Regions from separate parts of the Anas platyrhynchos genome. Here region 1 is linked to region 2. Evidence: chromatin contacts called from public Hi-C data. All regions are on one chromosome and are shown on one strand. Each heading gives the region's core, a stretch centred on a gene start, on an enhancer-like site or on the middle of the called end of the contact. The rest is flanking DNA. Distances are from core to core; before and after follow the strand shown.

Region 1 (5,079 bases), core at 423-2,922, 180 kb after region 2:
TGTCACACCTCGGTCCATGTGACCCGGTGATGGCAGCACTACACCCTTAGGGTGGGTGAGTTTTGCCTCAGTTCTGTGCCAATTCCATAATAAGCTTGTGGAAAAATGTAACAATATCATGAGTTTATGGTAAATGAAACACGCACTTAATTTAAAATGCTGCTGGTTGTCAAATGAGCCATTGCAGCTCTCCAGATCTACCAGGTTACTGATTGAAAAAGAAACATGGGTAGTCTCTAGTGTCCTAGTACAGCTTTTCAGAGATCAAGACATATACGCCCCATTCCTATGAGAAGAGGGACCAGAAAAAAATCTTCATTCAGATCTTCAGAAAGAGCTTCATTCTGCATAGTTGAGAGTGATGTCATTCTGGCCTTTTTTAGGAATTTTACTTGGAGTCTCTGAAAGGAGGCAACATGGGGATCATTAGCTTCCGTGCTCTCAGCATTCAGTACCAAGTGGTTATGCAGGTTAAAAATTCCTCCCTTTCTGAAAGTTTTGAAAATTCAATAGCTCAGCGAGTGTGTTAAACAGTTGTGATTGCAACGACAAAATGGGGCAGTGTTCTTGAAAAGAATACAGTTCTTGTTGAATTGTGATGCTTTTTCTTTCTTCAGGTACAAGGCATGTCATTCATAGCAGCAGTATTGATCTTGAACTTGGATACTGCAGATGCCTTCATTGCTTTTTCTAACCTTTTAAATAAACCCTGTCAGATGGCGTTTTTCCGTGTGGACCATGGCCTTGTAAGTATGCAGTGAAACTGTAGTCTACATACTGTGGATATGTTAAAAAACGAAACAAAACAAAACATGAGCTCAGTAGCCTGGAAAATGTCTGAATTTATTTTAAGGCAACATGCTTGATCATTTTTTGTTTTTTAAATAGCAGAGGCACACATATACCCCCTCCTCAACAAACAAACAAACCAAACTGGAACTGAAAACTCCCCACCAAGCTTTTGAACAGGCAGGTGAATGAAGTTGTTCAGCTGCTGAGTATTTTATGATGCTCAGAGAATAGTCATGAGAATATTGTTGTAGGTGTTCTTGAATTTGAGCACTGTAGATGAAAGCTGAAAACAGCTTAATAGTCTTAACAGTGGTTTGAAGGTGCTTTTTATCACAAACTAACACATTGCTTAAATAGGCTCCCAAAAGAGCTGGATTTCCCATCTCTTTACTCTGTAGCAATTATGTTTTCAAGATGGCATGGGGGAAATCAGATGAGCAGACACTGTCCTCCCCAATTTTTAGTGAAAGTTGGGTGCCTCATTCACACTCTGTTGTCTGAAATTCTTTGTTAGCATGTATACTGGGCTACTTGTGTACCACAGCAAAGTAAGACTCATCTCCTGAAATACAATTTTAATTTAGTTTTGAAGTGTTTTTCAAAAAAATTATGCCATTCTGTATTTACTTCTCACTTAGTCACCCATTAATGCTATAAAAATAGGGTCAGCTTTCTCAAGGGTTTAAATGGGAGAAATAAAGCAGGGGAATGGATAACATCAACAGTGATCACTTGCATTGGTTAAACAGTGGGACAGTAGAGATCCTATTGTAATTTTCTGCTGGAAAAACACGTGTAATTCCTTGTTACAGCTTCTGGGTCTCATCAGTTGTAAATGCCAGTGGGAGATGTACAACAGCTCAGACAGCATTGCTACAAGCTGTATCAATCATCTCCATAACTACTATTTGAAAAAGGAGGACATGCTCACTCATGCAGTGTGTAAATACAGATCTTTTGAAGCTGGTTTCAGAATTAAATTTTCTAGAATAAGATGTTTATTAGCTGTAATGGTGTTTCTAGTTTCCCCATGGATAGTGCCCTTTGGTTTTGTTAGCTTAGACAAGCAAAGGCTACGTGATAGAAGCATGCTTGCAGAACAGGAGAGGTGGTGCTACATGAAGGAGTATTAACGTGCTGTGAAATTGCAAAGCCATGATTCACACCCCGAGGAAAACTTTGTACCTAGTGATGAGACAAAGTGAGATGTTTTTGTCTTCCTGTGGTTAATCTTCAGATCTGTTGTGTATGCTGAACTTTTTTGTCAGTTTTACAGCTTAATACTCAAATGCTAATTTGTCTTATATTGGTTTTACTTTTTCTATTTTATTTAAGAGGTGCTTTTGGAAATCATAGAAATTTATTCTGATTTCACTTGATTTATTTTCTTGGTTAAATTTTTATTCCAAATGGATTTTTTTCATTACTACTAAGTAAATGTCTTATTGTATGTTGATTCGATCAAGATAAATACCTGAACCTTTACTGCATTTCTAATTGAGCTGCCTTCATTTCTATCAACAGATGTGATTGTGGCAGTTATGTGTAAAAATCCCTGCTTTAATGTACTTCTGATATCCTTTAGTAGGACTTCTTTTTACTGTGCTGTTGGCTTGTAAACAGAACATTTTGGAAGTGGGACTGTCTTGCATTACCTGCTTCCTTCTTTATGCTTATGAATCTCACACGGTGCTTGGACTTTGTGTATTTAAAAATACATATTGGGAAGTTTTCAGTTGTAGAGTTCTCTAAAGTGGGTTTCTAGGTTTCTGTTTTCCTGTTTACTGTGAAACTTTTTCTGGCTAACAGGTGGTTTAGAGATTTTACCTAACTTTGTACAGCTATTTCTGTAGCCTGCCCATCTCAGATTGGCTTGAGTCATTTTTTTTATGTGCTGCTCTTAATGAAGGTAGTCTAGAATTTGTCACTACATTCAGATGAAACAGGAAAACATTTCTGTAAGGCTATCAAAAAACAGGTAAGCATCTGTCATCCGTCTAAAGGGTTTCACACAAAAGGCTTCTCTTTTACTGTCATGGTGTGCTGGGGAAAAGCATGCTGGTACAACTTGTACTTCAAAGATAACCACAACCATTCTTTATTGCATTCTTTATTTACAAGAGATTGTAATTAAAAATACTGAGTCATTCAAGGACTTTGTTAAACCTTTCTTCCTGCAATAGTAAGAGGATTAGGGTGGAAAAGTTAAAAAAGACTTTTGTTTTTAATTCTTAGTTGGATAGGAAAGTTTTTGGGTTTTTTTTGCATGCCCTCTTTTTCTATTTTATCCAAATACTCAAATATTAAAAATAACATTCCAGTTTTCATGCTAAAACCAGTACAGTTAAGGGGATAAGGTATCAGATGGGGGTTGGAGTCTGTTTCTCTTGCATAAGTGTTTTGTCCTGATCTTCAGCTTTTCTGTGTGAACTTTCTCTGTCTCTTTACAGTAAAAATAACTATTATCTCATTTTTAAAACGTGTTATACAATTGAAGCTTTGGTATTAGAATATGATTTATGATTGGAGCCAAATGGACTCATCATTCTTGCTATGGGCTATTAAATTATTTCAGTTTTGTATTTCATTTTGTAATCCATTGGGTCTTGGATGTTATTCAGTGTAACGTTAGGTTACTGCCACAAACATAAAGCACCATTCTGTTATCATAATTATTTTGAGTAATCAGCAAATAACTTCTCTCCTGATGCTATTTTTCTTTCCAAAGGAAGCTGGCCAAGATCCACAACAATAATGACACTGTTTAATGTGAGAACAAAATATAGAATGGATCTTAAACTGTGTGTTTGCAGATGCTGTCTGTTGCACAAATGTTTAGCTCTGTATTCCATCATGTAATTCACATGATTTTTCTTTTGAAGAACATGAATCCAACAGCAGATAATATATTGAAGTCTATTAATTATAGAGCTAACTGTTTTTTCTCCCCGTTGTTTTTGCAGATGTTGACTTACTTTGCTGCATTTGAGGTATTCTTTGAAGAAAATCTGCCAAAGCTATTTGCTCACTTCAAAAAAAATAACTTAACTCCAGATATCTATCTGATTGACTGGTAAGACATTGACAGTATAATTACTAATATGCATACCAGCTTATAGCTCCATGTCTTATTCTTGACATAAGCTGGCGTGGTTTGGGCTGTTGCAGTATTCTGTTGTTAAGATAAAAGCTTTAGTTTGTGTTCAGTAATTGAATTTGTCAATCCACATCATTCCCACAGACTTACAGAATCATAGAATCAGAGGATGGTTTGGGTTGGAAGGGACCTTAAAGCCCACCCAACTTCATCCCCCTGCCATGGGCAGGGACACCTCCCAGTGCTGTAAGTTGCAAAGAAAACAAGCACCTAAGCTTTTGGAAGGATCAGCTGTGACTCTTGGGCAGCATTCTACTTGTATGTTCAGTGGTCTCAGATCATCTTTAGAGGATCCCAGCACAGATTGGTTTTAATTACTACAGCTATTCCACTTAGTAGACAAGGAGTTACAATCTTTTTATTTGGTGAAATTCCCCTTCTTTTTAGCTCTATTGTAATTACAGCCTTACAGACGAAAAAGACACAGGTCTTATTTGCAGACCTGTCAAATTTCATCGTGATATTAGGTACTCCAAATTAAGTATTTGCATTTGTGCCTATCAGGCTTGGGTTTGGAGGCAGCTAAAATGTCTCTTCTCAGCAAGCAATAGTTCGTTGTCAATTTCAGGAAGATAGGAAATCTTTTTTTGTGCAAACTGGCTTGCCTTTAAATTGTTGACAGCTTCTTCTGTTGTCAAGTGTTTGACTAAATACTTTCAGTAAAAGACAAAATTCCCAGTAGCAGCAGATTTTTTTTTTTTTTTTTTCTGAGATTGATAAGTTGATATTTCAGAGAACGTTTTTGACTGTTAATCCATTTCTATCGGAACCAAGCTCTCAATGTCCTTGTGATCTTTCAGAGCTTGTTGTTAGCACTGAACACGTTTCTGATCCATTGAACAGAAATCCCTTTGGAGTTGTTTTGTCTAGTCTCACAGCTTGAAGTTTCACTAGGTGAGCTTTCTCAGTATTGTAGAGTGCCTGAGATCACCTGGTCCGAACCCAGTGCTTAAAGCAACGTCAGCTATAGGAGGTTACTCAGGACCTTGGCTACTAGAGTTTTGAATATATTCAAGGATGGAGACTTGGGCAACCTGTTCCAGTGTTAACCACTGTCACAGTGAAGTTTTTCTTTTCTCATGTTTAAATAAAACTTCCTTGGTCTCAATTTGTGCCTATTGGCTCTTGCC
Region 2 (4,659 bases), core at 1,362-3,861:
TTTACACTGTAAATATTAATTTACTGGCTGTAGTATATTCATTGATTTTACAATCTAATATGGCTAAATCTAGTGCACTAGTAAATGTGTTTAAGACGAGTCAATATACAATGGTAAAATACATTTCCCATGCTTCAGCTTTGCCTGACGGCAGTAATCTAACTCTCAGCTCAGAAATTCACAGCCAATTAATTGACCTTGGTCTTCACAATTTTACCTGTCTTTAAACTTCATTTAAATAGTATGGGACTTTAATAATTGGATTTGTGAAATAAATGTTAAGGGTATTTTAAGAAGTAAATGATAATAAAATGGTAAAGACCAACGCATTTGGAAGAACCCTCAAAATAGCTAACAGAACTGATTCATCCTGTCACCAAGCACCACATGTGCTGGTAAGACCTTCTTCCTGTTTACACATTGCCATTGCCTGTTTAGTTTAATCACTTTGTGTTTTGTAGAATGACGTAGTAGCTGCATCATTTAGACATACATAAATTTGCCGTGCATTGTGGAAACAGAATGACCTTTAAAAATCATTACCTAGACTTACAGCAAGTTTTCACAGTCAGTGCAAAGGAAAACCCCACTCTTCAGTAAATAAAATGTGTTGGTAAGCTAAATTCAACAGAATATCCAGGACACTGGAAAATATACTTTTTTTTTAAATAATTTTGTCTCAGTGTGGAATATGCAATGCTTGTTTTTGAGTAAAATGCTACCCCCACACCAAGAGAAAAATAAAGTGCTTTTTAGTACTGCTGCTGAGATGGAACATATGAAAAACAGTAGATTCGTCATTTAAATTGTGCTTTCTTCCCCCTGTGCTTCTTATGTTCTAATACATAACAGATTTGTGAAAATTGTCAAAAGGTTGCTCTCCTGTAACTTCCTGAACCTTTTGGAATAAATGTTAAGGGGTGATAAGCTCTAATAGCAGTTTAACTTTTCAGCTGTCCCAGCAGTGACTGTGACACAAATGGCTCTTCAGAGCTGATAAATGCATTTATTCAGACTTTTCCAAAACAGAAGCTGCTGCGAAAAGTATAAGATAAAATTTATTCTCAAAGAGAAAATCATCACAAAATCGCATAAATCTCATGTAAGCCTGAATGTCTGGCCAAGTACCATGAAATTTACGCATCTAGATGGTTTTTGGAAATGACTTAACTGTGAACATTAGTATCTTATAAATAATGTAAATTTTTGGGCCAAGTCAGGGACAGCAAGACCTAATTCTGGATAAACCCTCGGTAACACCTCACCCAAGCTGTTGTCTATACCATTTCTTGAAGAAAGAAACCTGAGAGAAGCAACCAATGGCAATTATTTACATTAAAATAATAATATAAAATTTAACCAAACCCACAGGAAATGTATTATCTCACAGGGTAGCTGGACAGGCATCAAAACACTTCTTTCTCTCCCACAAATACCTCCTATTTGTACTCTGCTTTGTTTCTGTGTTTTGTTCCTATTTTGCAAACAGTTGTAATAGTCTGTTCCATGCCTTGTGCTCCAAGCTGCTATTTTTAATGAAAAACAAATTAGAAGAAAATATTTAACCAATGCAAAACGTGTGAATTGAAAAGTCTGAGCAGCACTGATGTGTGTGCATGCTCATGAATACAAATATGCCATGTTAAAAAGAAAAAAAAGATAAAAAACAGATGTTATTAGTATGGTGACCTTTCCATTTGTAGAAATTCAAGTCCTGTGGTTTATTTTGTGTTTTTGCACTTTCGGAGGCACCGCCTCAAAAACTGCGTCACCTTTGTTTGCACAGAAAAGTGGGTCAAGAATGAGGAGATCTTTTCTGCCAGGTTATGTGACAAAGGTGTGGCCATAAAGACCAATATCCTATTGACTGAAGCTAACGTTCTCCCCCTCTCTGTCTTTTTAGGTGGTTGTTTTTTGTTTTTTGTTTTTTTTTTTCTCTTCCTCTGCGTTACTAGCATGAATGAAAATGATTAAAGTCGTGAGAATTAGTGAAGTAGGCACCTTATTTTGCTGGGATTTCTTCCAGAGGGAGGAACTGATTTCTCTCCAATGGCCATGTTTAACGATGTTACGAATGTGTGTCAAACAACAAGTTCATGGCCCTCAAAGCATCAGCGACTGGCACTGTGTGCATGCAAACACCAGACCATGCTCATTGCTGGCAAGGCCTCATTGTTTGCTTTCTTCTTCTTCTGAGGAAAACCACAGGTTTCAACAGGCACTTTAATGTAAAAACCTTCAAACTTTACCGAAAACCATTACCCATTTAATGCAAATCAACTGCAACTATGTCATAAGGCTGAAGCCATGGGAAAAAAACAGCTTTTGCGAAGTGTTTAAATGAAGCATGCAGCTTGAGACATTGCAGTGGCTTTCCAGGAGATACCAAATCAGTTACTGGGGAACGTAAGAAAGAAAATCATGCTGTTGTTTCTTTCAAGGAGGTACTAGATTTACGTATATTTGTGATGTATCGTCTTGCTCTGAGGCATCATAAATGTTACAGAACACATTTTGTCTGATGAAGAAGTGGCTACAGCTGTCTGTCAGAAGAGTTAATTTTTAAAATTCTTCTCACTTCAAAACAAATTTTGGCTAACTACTTTGTAGCATGACACAGCTGGAAACTTACCTTCACGTAGTCAGAGGTACACCCAAAGACATCCAAACTCAGCCTTAATTTTGGGAAGCCATAATCGGGGTCTTCTACAGGGAATGTTTCACCATGGGATGCATCATGCTCTTCATGCAGAGTGCTCTAGTTTTGAGAGGTTCCCCCAAAACATTTTCTCACACTTGCTTCTAGAATAGATGTAAGGCACCTTAAATGAGCTCCTGCATGTTTAGTGTAGCTGCCTGGCATTCAACAGAGTGACTCTGCTGCTTGGACAGAAGTTTTAACCCATTCCCTGTTGAGTGTAGCTGGTCACCTTCTGCCATCTGAGCTGCCACTTCCATGTAATGTCCTCTGCTGTGTGTAGGCAGCAGCTGGAGATTGAGCAATGTGGGTTCAGTGCATTTTCTGCCAGCCACATGGCATGATAACGCTGGAGCTGTGAAGAGCTGTCAGTACTGAGGCGTGCAGTACTCCGAGCGGCACCCGGTATGGGTATTTGCTGACTGATAAGTGTCCCTCTGGTGAGCAACCACTGGGTGGGACAGGAGCATAAAGCACCTCCAATAAGGCCCATCTCCATCCTTCAAAAGAAACCCGAGGCTGTTCCAGCTGAGGAGAAAGCCAGACCCCAGCAGTGGTGTGTCCCAGATGGAAACCATTGCTATCTTTGACAAGTATGCGAAGACAGCAGACAACACACAAACCCTCACCAAAGGAGAACTAAAGACCCTCCTGGAAAAAGAACTCCCAAACTTCCTCTCAAAAAGAGCACGGCTTAATTTCTGTATTATGGCAAGGGCCGCAGGCTTTATACATTACAGGGGAAGTTGCATCCAGAAACATGCAGTGGTTTGTAGAAACTTTTCTAAGTACGCCACTTGAATAAAACTGGAGTAAATGTAAAACTGATTCTGATAGTCAGAGGTATTCTCCATTTACCAAGTTCATCAAGTTGTCAGGACCACAGCTTTGAAATAGGTTGTTTTTTGTCTTCAGAATTAATCTACTTTTTATTCCCAGATTTATAATCTTACATGATGTCACGGCTGCTGGGAAGGTCTTGACTAGAGATGCAGAACCTCTCTACATATTTCTACACTTACTTTCCCTAGGTATTTATATCTGCATACTTAGTATGCGCATCAAAAGGATGCACAAACACAAAGAGCAACAGATGAATGCAGATCAAACTGTTTAGCACCTGCCTTTAATAGTAAAAGAAAGGCCTGAAAAAGTAGTTTACATCATAGGTTTGCATGTATGCCTCATGTACATTTAAATAGTTTATATATATATATATACATATAAATAAAATATCTCCACGCAGGTATTCAAAATTCTTAATACATTATAGCAAAAGCTTTAGTTGCCTGGGAAACCAAATGCTTTTCCTTTTCAATTGTTTTTTATTTGCTTATCTTTGCTAAAAATATCTATAAAATGTTTTTTAAAATCTTGCTCTTTGCACAGAGTACTAACATTTATTTGTACATCCAATTATTCTTCTTAAATGCAAAAATCTAGAATGAAATGTTCCAAATGTGGCTGCCATTTTTTGTATCCTGTATAATTCAATTTTTTAACAACTACTTCAGGGCACTGTAGACGGTACTTGACATGAGTTAGTCTCTTTACAAGGAAGCTGCATGAAACCATGGTATGAAATCCATGCCTGCTGGATTTATGACTCACAAATTAAATACAGATGCAACATTCAGAATAAAAATCTGGATGGCTCTGCATGAATAGAAGAAAATGTCTCTGAAATTATTTTAGATCAGTGGTTGTGACCCAAAAGAGTCATAGTAAGCTGTTCATGGTCATGGACTTGTATTTAGTCAAAGTGTCTCCACAAGAAGAAAATCAAAAACAAAACACAACAAACAAGCAACAACAACAAAACATAATTATAAAGGGGTATGAAATACCCCCAAAACATGACATTTGACGTTTGGCCTATGAAGAGCTGAGGAGCCCCAATGACAGCTGAATGAGATGATGCTCAGGGCTGGCCCTGGATATGTTTGCAGGGCACCACCTGC

Evidence for each region. A called contact is a pair of places that touch in the nucleus more often than the background predicts.
Region 1: a contact with region 2 is called in a Hi-C map of skeletal muscle, with 2.1 times the contacts expected there. The contact joins the enhancer-like site here to the promoter of S100P in region 2. A contact is called at or near these places in 2 of 8 Hi-C or Micro-C datasets (liver and skeletal muscle).

What each region holds. Positions count from the first base shown.
Region 1 is chr4:67,940,664-67,945,742 of IASCAAS_PekinDuck_T2T, forward strand. TBC1D14 (TBC1 domain family member 14) reads left to right here. Exons shown (of 14, transcript XM_027457429.3): 11 at 618-746; 12 at 3,756-3,865. Among named protein-coding and RNA genes, the nearest start is that of CFAP184, 21 kb to the right of the region's middle. Within about 2 kb of position 1,673, at least 1 of the 8 cell types and tissues checked has an H3K27ac peak or open chromatin away from gene starts, as enhancers often do.
Region 2 is chr4:67,759,371-67,764,029 of IASCAAS_PekinDuck_T2T, forward strand. S100P (S100 calcium binding protein P) reads left to right here and starts at 2,612. Exons shown (of 3, transcript XM_005016233.6): 1 at 2,612-2,638; 2 at 3,266-3,371. The coding sequence starts at 2,612.